Regions from separate parts of the Zea mays genome. Here regions 1 and 2 are each linked to region 3. A link is a contact called in public Hi-C data. All regions are on one chromosome and are shown on one strand. The core of a region is the stretch at or near the end of the contact, and the rest is flanking DNA. Distances in the headings are between cores, read along the strand shown.

Region 1 (4,802 bases), core at 408-2,907, 300 kb after region 3:
CATGGCCATGATGATCTCGCCAGTTATTTTCTGATATTCCATGCTTGCGTCCGATGATTTTCTGGCCTTCTTCGCTCAGTGTAGAGACTCGTGCTGATAACGTGTTATAATTAATTCAGTGGCTAACCCAGTGGAGAGAGACAGAGAGAAACGACAAAATGACAGGACTGTTGTATTCATCTCATGAAGTGTACATATATATACATAGTGAAGGGACACCACAACGGGTCGCACCCCTTGGAATTAGATCACATAAAATATTTTCTAACAGAGACATCACCTTCGGGCGCCACCTGAGCTGCGAGTCTGCAACTGAACGAACTGCACGTGCGCGGAGGCAACGCGGCGCGCGGGCCTGGCGTGCAGGTTCAGCCGCTCACCGTCAGTGCGATGAGGAGCCACGTCGACGTCGTGGCCAGCGCCACGACGGCCGCCGCCGTCTTGCGGCCGGGCAGTGCCCTCACGGTCACGGCGGCGCTGGTGTTGTCGCCGTAGTCCGGCGGCGACATGTTCCCGTACAGCGGAGGGGACCTGCCGTCTCCAGCCGGTGGAGAGCTCCCGTACCCGCCGGGGGCAGATCCGTATCCTGGCGTCAGCGGAGTCGACGTGTTCAGGACCGAAGCTCCGGTGCTGTCAGTTCCAAGCAGAAATCACCACATGTAGCTAGCTACCTTTCCTTTTTTTTTTTTTGCTTGCGTTGGTAGAAATTTACCTCGTTGCTGGATACTGGCACGTCGAAGTACCTGCGCATGCAGATGCAAACAAAGAAGCGAACGCGTGAACATCTATCTATCTATGGATGCAGATTGCGAAAACAAGAACCTTGCTCTGATCTCGACGTGTTCAGGGTGGAGCTTGACGAGCTTACTCGGGTTGGTGGTGGTGAGGACTGCGGCGCCGCCGAAGTCGCAGCTGGTCTGCACGGGGTTCTTCTGGTAGTAGGTGTTGAAGGCGTAGGACGCGTGGTCGGGGACGGTGTCCGGGCTGAAGCAGCTCCCGCCCCGCTGGACGGCGGAGCAGTCCGCGCCGCCCTGGCCGCACGCGTAGTTCAGCGCCACCTGCAGCACCGCCGCGCCCGCGCTGGGGCTCGCCACGCACCAGCTCCCGCCGCCGGCGCCGGTGGCCAGCGGCAGCGAAGGCGCCGCCGGCGTCGCGGTGGGCAACGGCATCGTCGCCGTCGGGTTCACCACCGGGACCGTGGCCAGGGGCGACGTGACGTCGCGCTCCAGCCTCTTTGTCGCGCCTGCTCCCCGCTCGCTTCCTCCCCCTGCTGCCAGAGCCAGAGTCAGCGTGGAGCAAACCATCATTGGAGAAGAAGAGTATGCATTATCGGCCTAGACAGCAGAGTATGCAACAACTCACCGTGGCAGTGGCAGTTGCAGGACAGGAGGACGAGGAGCAGAAGAAGAAGGGACGCCAAGCCATGGACTGGCCGCAGAGGCAGAGCCATGACAAGCTTGCGAGCTCTGGGTGGGCCTCTGGCTCCCAGCGAAGCAGCAGCCGGCACCGGTAGGCTGGGGCTGTGCTGATTCAGGAACGAGTGCGTGTAAAGCGAATGCTTTCTTCAGTGACACGAACAAACGGAATCACAAGTCTGGCCGCCGGGGAATAACAGGAAACTTGGCCGGGCAGGCAGGCAGGCAGGCTGCCTGGTCAGCACACATTGAGATATCAAAGGAGTCCACACATTGTATCAGTTATAGATGACCAATTGACACTAAGACGATTGGCCAGTCTAGGCATGACAAGAAAAAACACGATCCAACCTGTCTTTAGTGACTGCCACGACACGACTATAGTGTTGTGCCTGAACCACCATCTCGATCCATAGTGCTGACACGGACACTACACAGTTATATTTTTTATTTTAAAAATAATAGTTTATATATATTAAATATAATAATTTAACGTATAACACAATAAAACTACCGCCACACTAGCTAGATAGATGTGTTTAAGTCTCTTGTACATTTGGGTATGTGTTTGAGCCCCCAATAGCTACATTTTTTGCTAAATTATACAATATAATTAGATGAGTTAACGTGCTACCGGACCGGCTCGACACGGCTAGCAGACCAACATGCCGTGTCTGTGCCGCGGTACGTGGGCCCATCCGGCATGACACGATTTGCTAGCCGGGCTTGATGGACCGTGCCTAAAACGAGACGTGTCCAATATGGGCTGGGCCTGGCCGGACCGAGTGACCCGTTTGACCATCTATATTATCAGTATCAGCTGCGAGGGGTCGGCCATAGAAAAAGTTTGCAGATTTGGCTTCTGTGGCCCCCCTCCCTCCGGACCAGGCGTACTAGGTCGTTACCCAGATCTAGACGGCGCCGCCTAGCACTATAGAAGGAGAGGAGAAGATCACAGGAAGGTGGTCGCAAGAATAAGCAGCCTGCTGCGGAAAGGATAGCTTGAAAATTCCGGTCCTCGTCTAGAGGCAGGCACAAATTGGACAAAAAGCCGCTGCCGCCGCATCCTCCTCCCCCCTGCCGTTCTTGGGATCGCTGCTAGTGGGGCAAAGGGAAGTGTGTGGGCCGATTGCTTTACCGCCTCAAGCTAGTGGGGCAGACGAGAGGAAGCGTGGTGAAACTAACTTTAGCTCTAGAAAAAAAACCGAAAAATCTAAGAATGTATTAAAGTGTTTTAATCTATGTCTTTAAATATAATTTTGTAACAATTTTACAACGGTACCGCCGACATGAATGGATTCAACGTTGAATGTGTGCCGCGTTGTTGCTGGTTGCATTTCATGTATTTTTTTTTTGTCGTGTAGACTTTTTACAGAAAGAAGCATCTGCACATATCGATTAGAAACTGGACCCCTACTTTGTTCCAACGAACGCTGGTGATTTTTCGTTGGCCCAATACAATGTTGACCATGTCATATGGCCCATGGGCTACAAGTTCGTCAAAGCTTTAATGAGGCCACTGACCATTTTGGCCCAGAAGCCACAGTTATACGATTTGATTCATTGGCCTCGAGTAAAAACTTGTATCACCCACTCACTCGACAAGTCGACAGCTACAGCTCGAGTTGAGTCATCCATCTAGTCTCGGCCCTGCCGACGTCTGTGTCTGTCCACGCGCCAGCTGAAGCTGAAATCAAAGCTTCGGCTGACCGGCGACGGCGACCGCGACCGGAGTCTGGCTAGGGCTGCAGCCCAGCTCGCTATCCAGTTCACAACAGCAGCTGTTGGAGGTTGGAACTAGAGTCTAGAGTAACCAACCAACAAAAGGCCACCCATGTCTTGGGGAAGAAAAAGGGCAGCGCTTTTTTGACCCTGAACTCGCGAAAGAGCCAATATCCGAGCCAATAATGCCAGCGTCGTGTAGTCCTGTTTGCTACAGGAGAAGACAGAAGGCCATCCAGCTGTTCTTCTTTTCGTCAGAAACGAAAAGGAATGGCAAACCAGTAGAGAAAGTGACTTTTTCTCTTTCTGAAGGCTTTGGCTTCCCAATCCAACAGGTCTCACTCACGTAGTACAAACTATGGCATCCAAGAACAAGGACATGTACTGTGGTGGGTGGAAGCATGCTGACAAGCCATGTGCTCACAGTCACAGCGAGGAAGATATGATGAGGTTTTGCATAATTGCATTGCTTCAGGTGTTTGCTGCGTTCTAATAGTTTTGTTGTTGTAGTATTTCAGTCAGAACAAATTTTGTTTTGTTTTTTCACATATGTAAGTGGTTCGGTCGGCGTTCGCAGCGGGTGATGCTGCTCACTGCTCAGGACAAGGTCGCCGAGCTGGCAGACGGCACTCTAGTACTCTATTGCTCTGTATTATTGCTGTTGTTTACTCTAATCCAACAGGACATGCATTCCGTTTGCACATGTCGGAACCGCGAACATACACCACCTCACATGGCTATGGCTTCATACAAACAGCAAAGCCAATCAAACACATAGAGAGGCTGCATACTTAGCTTTCTGTGAGTTCAACCAACGTCGAGACCCTGCAGCAGGTTCTTCAGACTACGACGCACGCACACCGGTGTTCTTGGAGACCGAAAAAAGGGTAAACGGGAGCAGGATGGATCCGGCAGTCAGTCACGTCCAGAGCTCTGGATTCTTCCGTCCTTCCTTCCAGCGAGGTTGGGGCCACACTAGCTGCCACGGTGTCGTCCCACCTATATGTCCCCAAGAAGTTCGCTGGGCCTGAACCAACCAACAGTCTTTCTCCCTCATGCTCTGTCCAATAATAATACTACGTACGTAAAGTCGCAAACAGTGGTTGGATTCAGCAATGATGCATGAATGTGCTATTGCCCATTGTATCTCCACCATTGTTGCTGTTCCTTTCTGATCCAGAGCTCCCTCCACATGGCGTCATCTCACTCCGGCACAAGAAAATGCTGCTCTAAACAAACCTAGCTGCTAGGAAAATATCATCTCCATCTTCAACCATAACCACGAGCCATGATGAATGATCATCATCCTCATTTCATATACACAATAAACATACTATATTATATACGCGCGGGAGCATCACTGACAGCGATCGGCACAAGGCGCCCTAGCTAGAACCTTCTTCCGTATCATTACCAACCACCACCTTCATCCACGTCCAAAAATCTGCTTCTCACATCACGTTTGATACCATATTTTGTATACCACCACCACCACCATTTACAAGCAAAGCAATTGTTGTTGATATGAAATGAAACGACCGATCGAGGTTGCAATCGCATGCACTGACAGCGACCACCCACTCACCTCCAGCCACCATTTTCCAGCTGCCCGCGGCGGGTCAGCGCCGCCGTCGTTTCCTCCGCGTGGTGGCGGCAGGCGAGCCG
Region 2 (4,232 bases), core at 679-3,178, 280 kb after region 3:
GAGCTATGAGGGAAAGAAAGATGCGTTATAATCTGTGAGCCTGTTTATTTGGCCCTAGGTTCTAAATGCAAAAAAAAAGGCTCTCGTGCGTCACTTGGTTTTATTATGCCGAGTCACATAACTTCATATATAATTGAATACAACCACGCAAGGCTGATATAATAAACACAATAAACAAGAGAATAAGAAGAATTTCATTCACCTTTTCATTTGAAGCCTACTTAAACTATTTTACACCGAACCATCTCAAACGGATTTAGGTCTATAATAGAATAACAATCAAAGTCTGAAGCCGGTCATCAAACCTTCCTACACGACCACACCTCACATCACGTTTTTCTACAAGCACTTATCTATCTCATGTCACGACTTCCTACCAGTGATGCTTGCGCCATGAAAATATTACTGCTTACTACACCGCATTATATGGTTGTACTATACGTCACAACTTTATATCTTGGCTGGATACATCCACATGAGCCTTACATGATTAACACAACAAATCAGAGAACGAAAAGACTCTTCTGACTAGAGATGTCAATGGGACCCGATACCTGCTAACCCATGAAGAATTCCTTTATTAGGGTATGGGTACGGGACAAAAATTATCCCCATGGTATAGATATGGGACAAAATATCCACCCATTGGTTAAACGAGTATGGGTTTAGAAAACAAGAATCCGAACCCGATTACTCATGTGTATTTCATGCTTGTACACCTGTCCTTGTTGTAAGAATGAGTTGAGGCCAAGCCAAACACCAAGCCCAACACGGCAGCGCACCTCAGGTCTTAGCCCAACAAGGCAACATAGCAAGGAAACTAGTAGACTATCAAAAAACAAAACCCTAAAATAACCAGCCATACGCTATGCCCTGTCCAGTCGGCCAACTGCCACACGCCTGGACAGTTGCGCTAGCACTGCACACTGGCGACTTCACCAGCGACGAGGAGCACCGCCGACTACTATGAGCCTAGCACGACGGTGACAACCATGAATTCTCAGGCACCAACGAACTCAAATGGTGACCAAGGAAGGTGAGTAGACTCCATTTCTTCATTTCTTCTATCGGTCCTGAAGTACTAATTTCTTTTCTGATCGATGGATGAATGGATCATGGATGAGTGCTTGCTGATGTAGTGATGTATGAAATCTGGATAGTTTGTGCTAGCTATTAGTACATAGTTATTCCTTAATTGAGGATGGGGACCCATTGAGAACCCGAAACCCGAATGGGGATGAGTATGAGGATAGATTAAATATGATGGGGATGAGTCTGGGATGCTATAACCCGGTGGATAATTCCCCATTGACATCTCTACTTCTGACCACCTTGCACGTGAAGCCAGCCATCTCACGTCACGCCCCTCTATCAACATTATTCACGACACCGGAAAATTGTACTGCTTATACGCACTTAGATAAATAATGTGTGCCTTTAGAAATTAAGGAATGATTATTATAAGAAGAGCGAAAAACCCATTTAATATGTCATTACCATTTAAGCATATCATACCTATCTGTGTTTAATTTCCTGTATAAGACGTCACAACTTATATAAAATTATTAGCCATTTGAATTATAGAACTAACTTTAAACAGTTAAGTTAGACCCTTAGCTTAAGTTGCTAATGTTTTATCTCTGTGGGGCAGATACGTTTTTTTAAAAGACCGCAACGAATTGAGAGAGAGAGAGAGAGGAGAAACAATCCGGACTGATTTCATAAACGGCACCCGTCTGTCAGCGACCGGTGAAACGCGACACAGAGGAGAGACCGGGTGCAGGGAGCAAAGGCGGAAGGCAGGGCAGGGCGCTATTCGTCTGTCTTTCTCTTTTTTCAGCTCAGGTAAGGAAACCGGCATTCCCCCGTTCCCGTTTATTAGCTGAGCTCGTACACGGCCGGCCCTCTCTCGGTGCGTGCGTTTGCGTGGCTGTGGCAATATACGGTGCGTGTGGGGCGGCGGCGACGAGGGTTTTGCTGCTCCGTACACCGCGTGCAGCGGCGACGCGACCGCAGCTGGTCGCCGCCCCGGATCGAGGAGGGGGAGGAGCCGGCGGAGGCCCCTGTGGTGGCTGCGGGGGCGGGAGCGGGAGCGCCATGAGGGGCGGTGGCCGTGGCGGCGGCGGGAGGCAGCCTTCCTACGCGGCGCCGGACGGGGCGGATGCGGCGGCGATCCCGGTCGCCTCAAGGAAGATGGTGCAGAGCCTCAAGGGGATCCTGGCCGACCGCTCGGAGGGCGAGATCTACGCCACGCTCTGCGACTGCGGAATGGACCCCGACATAGCCGTCGAGAGGCTCATCTCCCAGGGTAAGGGCATATACTCTCACCTCGCTCTAGGCTCCAGCTTTGTCCTCGCGGGCTCCAATTGTTTAGCGTGGACGTTGTCGTGCGATGCTTGTCAGCGCTAGGGTTTGTGCCCCCCCTCGTGTGGTATAAGTTGTAACCCCCCCGTTTTGGACGGTTGCTGTTGAATTGCTTGCAAATTTGGTCCGATTCTGCGGATGCGGTACGCTGCGACTTGTTTTGCTTGCCAGTTTAGGTTCAACGTCACTGTGAAGCATGCTGGGAAGTTTTAATTTGTCATGCTCATGACTTCAGATGGGAGAAGACACTAATTTATATTTGTCAACGGACAACCTTTTTTTTGCATTTATGAATGTGTCTTTTGCAACAGATTGTGCCACCCCATGGTGTAATAATAGGAGGGGGGGGGGGGGGGGTGAGGGTTCAGTTTCCTACGTAAGTCCTGATTCATATCCCATTGTAATCCAACTGTGTTCCAGGATCATGTTACCTGGTACTTATATGTAAACAAAAACTGTTGCGCCTACCATAAACATCCCTTTTATCTTCATCAATAGGATGTGTTTAAGTTCACTCATGTATTGCTTACCATTTTCTTGGTATTGAGTTTTCTATCTGTCTATATGTTGGCATAGACGCATTGCCTACCTATTTTCTTTAAATTGGTATGTGCCAAGTAGCGTATATTTTTGGGTAAGTAGTACTTTCAGTGTAGAGATGCTTGGGTGCCAGTTACCTAAGGTCGCTACAAGTTATGGAACCTTCCATTAGTTCTGCTCATTTGTTTTATTCTAATTTCTAAATGCACCATCTAACCCTTAACTTTTATGGCTGATATATTCGTAATAAATGAAGCATAGGGTAGCATCTATAGATCATTGAGGATCTTAAATGTTTGTTTATGATATTTTTGGCAGGGATTTCTTATGATTAATCTAACTCTTTTTTTAATTCATGTCTATCCAGATACTTTTCATGAAGTCAGAAGAAAGCGGGATAGGAAAAAGGAGGTTCGTAGACGCATGGATTTCTTAGACTATCTCCAGCAGCTTACACACCCTATCTCCCATCTCATCTCCTATTTCAAACTTTCCTCTGCGAATAGTGCAGTCTACAGTGCAAAACTGTGTTTTGTGTTACCATGACACGGTTATATCCCCAGCTTTTCTATAGGTTCATTGTTTGCTTTTCGTTCTTTGGTTTTTGTTTGAGGGTTTTCTTTTCACTGTAATGTAAGATTTTCCTTTTTGCAATTTGAAGGTCATTGATTGTGCAATCTTGCACTGAATAAGGGATTTAGGTTCCTGCCATGCTATAGACTGACTGATATGTCGTGTTGCTATATGGTGCCATTCTTGCTTGAAGAATCAACATACAACTGTTAACAGAGCAGTTGCATTGCACTGTACTTGCTTTGAAATAGATCTATGCATTGATATGCCTTTTTTTGGGTACTATGTTATTACACTCAAAAATCCTTTTCTGTAAACTTTAGTGCATCTTGGCATTTGATCTGAGTCAATCCATTTCTCCAGGTTAACTATTATTCCCCTGACAAACTCTCTCTTATCTGTAGACTAAAGTTAATCACGAAACAAGGCCTCGACCTTTCCAGAAATATACATACCGAGGATATAAGGCTGTTTCAGATCGAAGTGGGCGAGGTCGCATTCTTCATTTTGTATTTTTGTGCTATAACTGTTATAATGATGTATGGTTTGTAGTTTCCTCAGGATAAATGGTGCTCTCATTTTGTTTTCTCTCTCTTCATTTCAGCAGACCCTACAGGCGGTTTCAAAGGCCCTGTAAAAAAGGAACCAGAGATGCAAGCTCCACTAAACTCATCAGCCTTGGATGTCAAGACAAGTGACACTACAGAAATATTTTCTGCTACTATGTATGTGCTACTTATTGGTTCCATATATGA
Region 3 (4,646 bases), core at 1,189-3,688:
TATTTTTTGTGAATACGACCCTGACCTCTTAAGTAATTGAAATTGGTCTTCCAAAAGGCAGCCGATTGTGTCTCGCTCCAGTGCTGAGGCTGAGTATCGTGTTGTTGCTAACGGCGTCGCTCAAGCTACTTGGCTTCGGCAGCTGCTTCTCGAGCTTCACAACCCTTTGCGTCATGCTGTTGTTGTTTACTGTGATAATAGCAGTGCAGTATATCTCTCCAGCAATCCAGTTCAGCACCAGCGTACGAAACATGTGGAGATCGATCTACATTTCATCCGCGAGCGTGTCGCTCTTGGCCACGTTCGGGTCCTTCATGTGCCGACTACTTCACAGTTTACTGACATCTTCACCAAGGGTCTTCCATCTTCCGTCTTCACTGAGTTTCGGACTAGTCTGAACGTTTGACCTCCTCCCGCTCCGACTAAGGGAGAGTGTTCGACGGCTTGCTCATGCACCCGCTACCGTCAGGTGACCTGGATGAGCAACATTAGCTGCATCATCACCGGCTCCATTTGCATGCACGTCCAGGTGCATTGCCCTTCACCGGTGTAATCATTTAGCATCTCATGATTAGCTCCTTCCATGTATAGTTGCATGTAATCTAGGATTGCTTGTCGTGATTGTTGCTATCACTGGCTATTTGTATCTGCCAATGTAAGGGAACAGAGTATCGTGTGAATCATTCTCTCTGTAATACACCTTCACACTTTCAGCCAGCCGTAGCTAGCAAGCTCCTGCTGACGCTCCCCATGGCATCCTTCCGATTTGGCCTCGCCACCACCTTCCTCCTCCTCGCCGTTCTGTCCCTCCACTCCACCATGGGCGAGACCGAGGTCCCCCGAGCAAGCTTTGCCCATGAGCCCAAAGAAGATCCTGCTGCTTATCGTCGCACCTACATCGTCTTCGTCTCGCCACCCGTGAATGCCGACGCCATGAGCCGAAGCGCGCATCGCCAGTGGCACGAGAGCTTCCTGCCTACCACCACCGAGCAGCTGACGGATGAGTCTGGGTCCACCGGCGACACGCGCCTGGTGGGCTCGTACACGGCAGTCTTCCATGGGTTCGCCGCCCGGCTCACCGAAGCCGAGCTTTCGGCGGTGGCGAAGCAGCCGGGCTTCCTACGCGCGCTCCCCGACCGCAAGCTGGAGCTCTTCACCACGCGCACGCGTCGTTCCTCGGGCTTAGCAGGGACGAGCACCGGTTCTGGAGCGACGCCGGCTACGGCAGCGGAGTCGTCATCGGCGTTGTGGACTCGGGGATCGACGGCAAGCATGTCTCTTTCCGCGACGACGGGGTCCCGGAGCCACCAGCCAGGTGGAACGGGGCCTGCACAGGCTCTGAAGAAGACACCGGCCGGTGCACTCGCAAGCTCGTCGGATCCAAGTCCTTCGTCCGAGGTTACGACCCCTCCGACGACAGCATTGGCCACGGCACGCACGTCGCAGGGAACTTCGTCGAAGGTGCGTCACTCCCTGGCGGCCTAGGCTCCGGCACGGCCGCGGGGATCGCACCTCATCGCCGTGTACAAGGTGTGTCATGATGATTGTTAGAGTTATAGATGGAATGCCATCATAGTCTTCCGCCTTCACGGTATTGGCTGTATAGCAGTAATTGATATGATTGGTTCCTAATATAGCAGTGATTGATATTGACCGGTTCTTACTTCTATAAACCGGCCTATATGACTGCTATATATATTGAGTCTCGGCCACCAATGTAATTATCAAAAAAGATTATATGAATACAATCATGCTTTCATGGTATCAGCCGTCGCTCCTGCGACCTTTCTATTTCCGTTTCCGTTGTAGCTTCTCAGCGATGTCATGACGCCCGGCGCATCCGCGCGTCACGTCTGGCTCGCCATCGAAGATCAGTTCGTCGGCAACAAGGAGACCCGTGCACTCATCCTCGACGCCGAGTTCCGTAACTTTGTGCAAGGTGACCTCTCTGTCTCTGATTACTGCCGCAAGCTCAAGTCTATGGCGGACTTCCTGGGCGATTTGGGCGAGCATGTCCCTGACCGAACTCTTGTTCTGTCCGTCCTACGCGGTCTGAATGAGAAGTTTGTGTACATGGGCGCCATTCTCAAGCGACAGAAGCCGTTCCCCTCCTTCACTGAGGTCAAGAATGATCTCCTGGTTGAAGAGATCTCCATGGCCAGACCTTCGGCACCCTCGCAGGCACTCGTCGCCACTGCTCCTCGTTCTTCTGCCGGACCGGCTCAGGGGTACGCCACTGCTCCTCGTTCTTCTGCCGGACCGGCTCACGGTACCCCTGCTTCATCTCATCATCCAGGGCCCAAGAAGAAATACAAAAACAAAAAGCATAACAGCTCACCAGCTTGGCCTTCATTTTACAATCCATGGACTGGGCTTATTCAGATGTGGCCGGGGGCGCCTGTGGGCCGCTTCCTGGCTACCGCTCCCCTGGCCTCGTGCAACAGTCGCCACGGGGTGTTGTTTCGACGCTCCAGCCAGGACCTCAATCGGCCTTCCTCGGTGGGCCAGTTGGGCCTTCTTTCGCTGGCCATGGTGGGCTATTGCCAAGCCAGCCGGTCCTGCCCACACCGACCGGTGCATTCGGTGCACCGCTTCCTAAGAACTATTGAGAACTACGTTACCACGGATCACCAGATCCGCTCCCTTCCCTCCCGTCAGCGGCAGAGGCGCAAGAAGATGTAGAAAACCCGTCTCCTTTCCCATAAGCACGACAGAGGAAACACACGAGACACATGATATAGGGTTGGGCCTCTGGCCTCTTTCTGATCTCTGTATTCCATATGAGGGGTACATGTTCTATATATAGAGACGCGATAGCCCTCAGGGCTATATTCGGTATTTGCTCACATAACTCTTCATTAGGGTTTCTCAACACTCCCCCTTGGGCGAATACCGCGACCAACACATGCCTCGTTAAAACTCCAAAAAACCCAGTGGGAAAAATATGGAGAAAGAGTGCATGGTGATACAAATTGCATTTACACTTTGTTGCCTCGTTAAAAATCTCATGTGAGAAACTTCAAGAAAACTCATCAAGGGAAAAAGAGTACAACAGTTGTCATCGGGACAGATTTCGATCATCTGGGATCTAGATTCTACCGAATCTTCTACAAAGGCTAACTTTAGAAATGTGCTCCCCCTGAACCTTGCAAAACTGTATCAATAAGGCAAAACATCTTCTTCTGGAAGTATATGCACATAAAGATTTAGCAAACGGATTGCATATCCTTGCAAGGACTATTTCAGGAACTTTACCTCTACTCACTTCTAAAATATTCGAGGTAAGTGCACGTATCAATATAAATAAGCCACTTTGACTGATGGTATTCGATCGACTGGATCTATATATTTGATAGAAAGTTCCATAAAGGTTCACATATTGATCATCAAGCTCACGCCTTCAGGACATAGAATATGACATTTATTGTCTCACGATTGTGATCAATATAAGCATTCGCTCCCCCTGATGATGACATCTGTCAAAGTCGTTATCCCTCATAACTCAAGCATATTCTTCAAGATATATGTCTCATTGTTCATCTGGAATAACAAGAATGGATGAGGTTGGGGTGCTATCATTTTCTATCTTACACCATAATTTATACATAGTTGTGCAAAGCAAGTAACATGTCCTTCAATAGGACTTAGGGGGCAATATAGTTGCAATAGTACATATTCTAAATATGACACATCGCTCCAGGCGTTCATCCATTGCAACATCTATGATGGTGTAACAAAAGTCCATCAAAGATCGTAATCTATCAGGGATTTTTCATCGACAAGATACATCGTTATAGTCTGTCATTCTGGCACAATGGGGATATTTTGCCAGTGACACCTAAACCTTATAGGTTTCTGCCATCAGAGCTTTAAAGGATACCGTAATTCCACATCTAGTGGAAATTACCATGAGTAAAACTCATGGAATGCACATGTGCTTATTCGGTAAACTTCAAGTCCTTTGGTACCTCATCTTATTCCTTTTCGGGTCTATATGGGTCTTTATCCCTTTATAGGGATTATCAAACTTTGGTGTTTAACACAGACTTTATTTCTTCTGGAAAAGTTCCATCAAGGAACTATAATCTCATCTAGGAGATATTCTCTCTACATAGGAGAGTGATCATTCATCAGGAATGTATTATATAGTACGAGATTTATATGTTGCATATTTATAATTCAAAGATATGAGTCCCCGTAGGATCTCATGCGGATCTTCAGAATCCTATTAACTGCATATTTTAATTCATGCCATTTGCCAGATATATTACATAGCGGAACAGTGTTTATTCAACACATACGTGGGATGGGTCTCTCATGAGACCACTTGAACCATCGCATTCACCACACATTATTTCAATAGTGCCCATAAATATCCGAACTTCTAGCTCGTGACTTTTATTTTGCGATTATTGGTTCAACCTCGATTGCATTTATCAATGACCCGATAAGAGAGCTTAAAGCACTCATGCCTAGGACTTTGTTTTGGATCCATTTGCAATCTAGAGGGGCAAGATAGGTGTCGACATATTTGTCTCCCACATTTAATAATGATCTTCGTCATTTCCCAAAACAAAAGATTCATTGTTCCGTATTCCCAGCACAATGATATTGCGCGCATTGCTAGGAATTTCATCATCAAGATG

Evidence for each region. Hi-C and Micro-C count contacts between places; a contact is called where the count stands out from the background.
Region 1: a Hi-C map of leaf shows a contact between it and region 3, with 2.7 times the contacts expected there. The contact joins the promoter of LOC103630785 here to the enhancer-like site in region 3. A contact is called at or near these places in 2 of 25 Hi-C or Micro-C datasets (both in leaf).
Region 2: a Hi-C map of leaf shows a contact between it and region 3, with 2.2 times the contacts expected there. The contact joins the promoter of LOC100273818 here to the enhancer-like site in region 3. A contact is called at or near these places in 2 of 25 Hi-C or Micro-C datasets (bundle sheath and leaf).

The regions. Positions count from the first base shown.
Region 1 is chr6:178,279,600-178,284,401 of Zm-B73-REFERENCE-NAM-5.0, forward strand. It overlaps LOC103630785 (PLASMODESMATA CALLOSE-BINDING PROTEIN 2), which reads right to left and starts at 1,658. Exons shown (of 5, transcript XR_555231.4): 1 at 1,363-1,658; 2 at 869-1,270; 3 at 713-743; 4 at 281-630; 5 at 1-93. It overlaps LOC100383588 (Plant basic secretory protein (BSP) family protein), which reads right to left. Exons shown (of 1, transcript NM_001176236.1): 1 at 4,544-4,802. The coding sequence ends at 4,719.
Region 2 is chr6:178,263,129-178,267,360 of Zm-B73-REFERENCE-NAM-5.0, forward strand. It overlaps LOC100273818, which reads left to right and starts at 1,929. Exons shown (of 10, transcript NM_001148217.1): 1 at 1,929-2,308; 2 at 3,272-3,315; 3 at 3,882-3,969; 4 at 4,085-4,202. The coding sequence starts at 2,098.
Region 3 is chr6:177,983,248-177,987,893 of Zm-B73-REFERENCE-NAM-5.0, forward strand. No RefSeq gene overlaps it. Among protein-coding and RNA genes, the nearest start is that of LOC100191988, 60 kb to the left of the region's middle. Within about 2 kb of position 2,439, at least 18 of the 20 cell types and tissues checked have an H3K27ac peak or open chromatin away from gene starts, as enhancers often do. A contact at or near this core is called in bundle sheath and leaf, where this site is marked.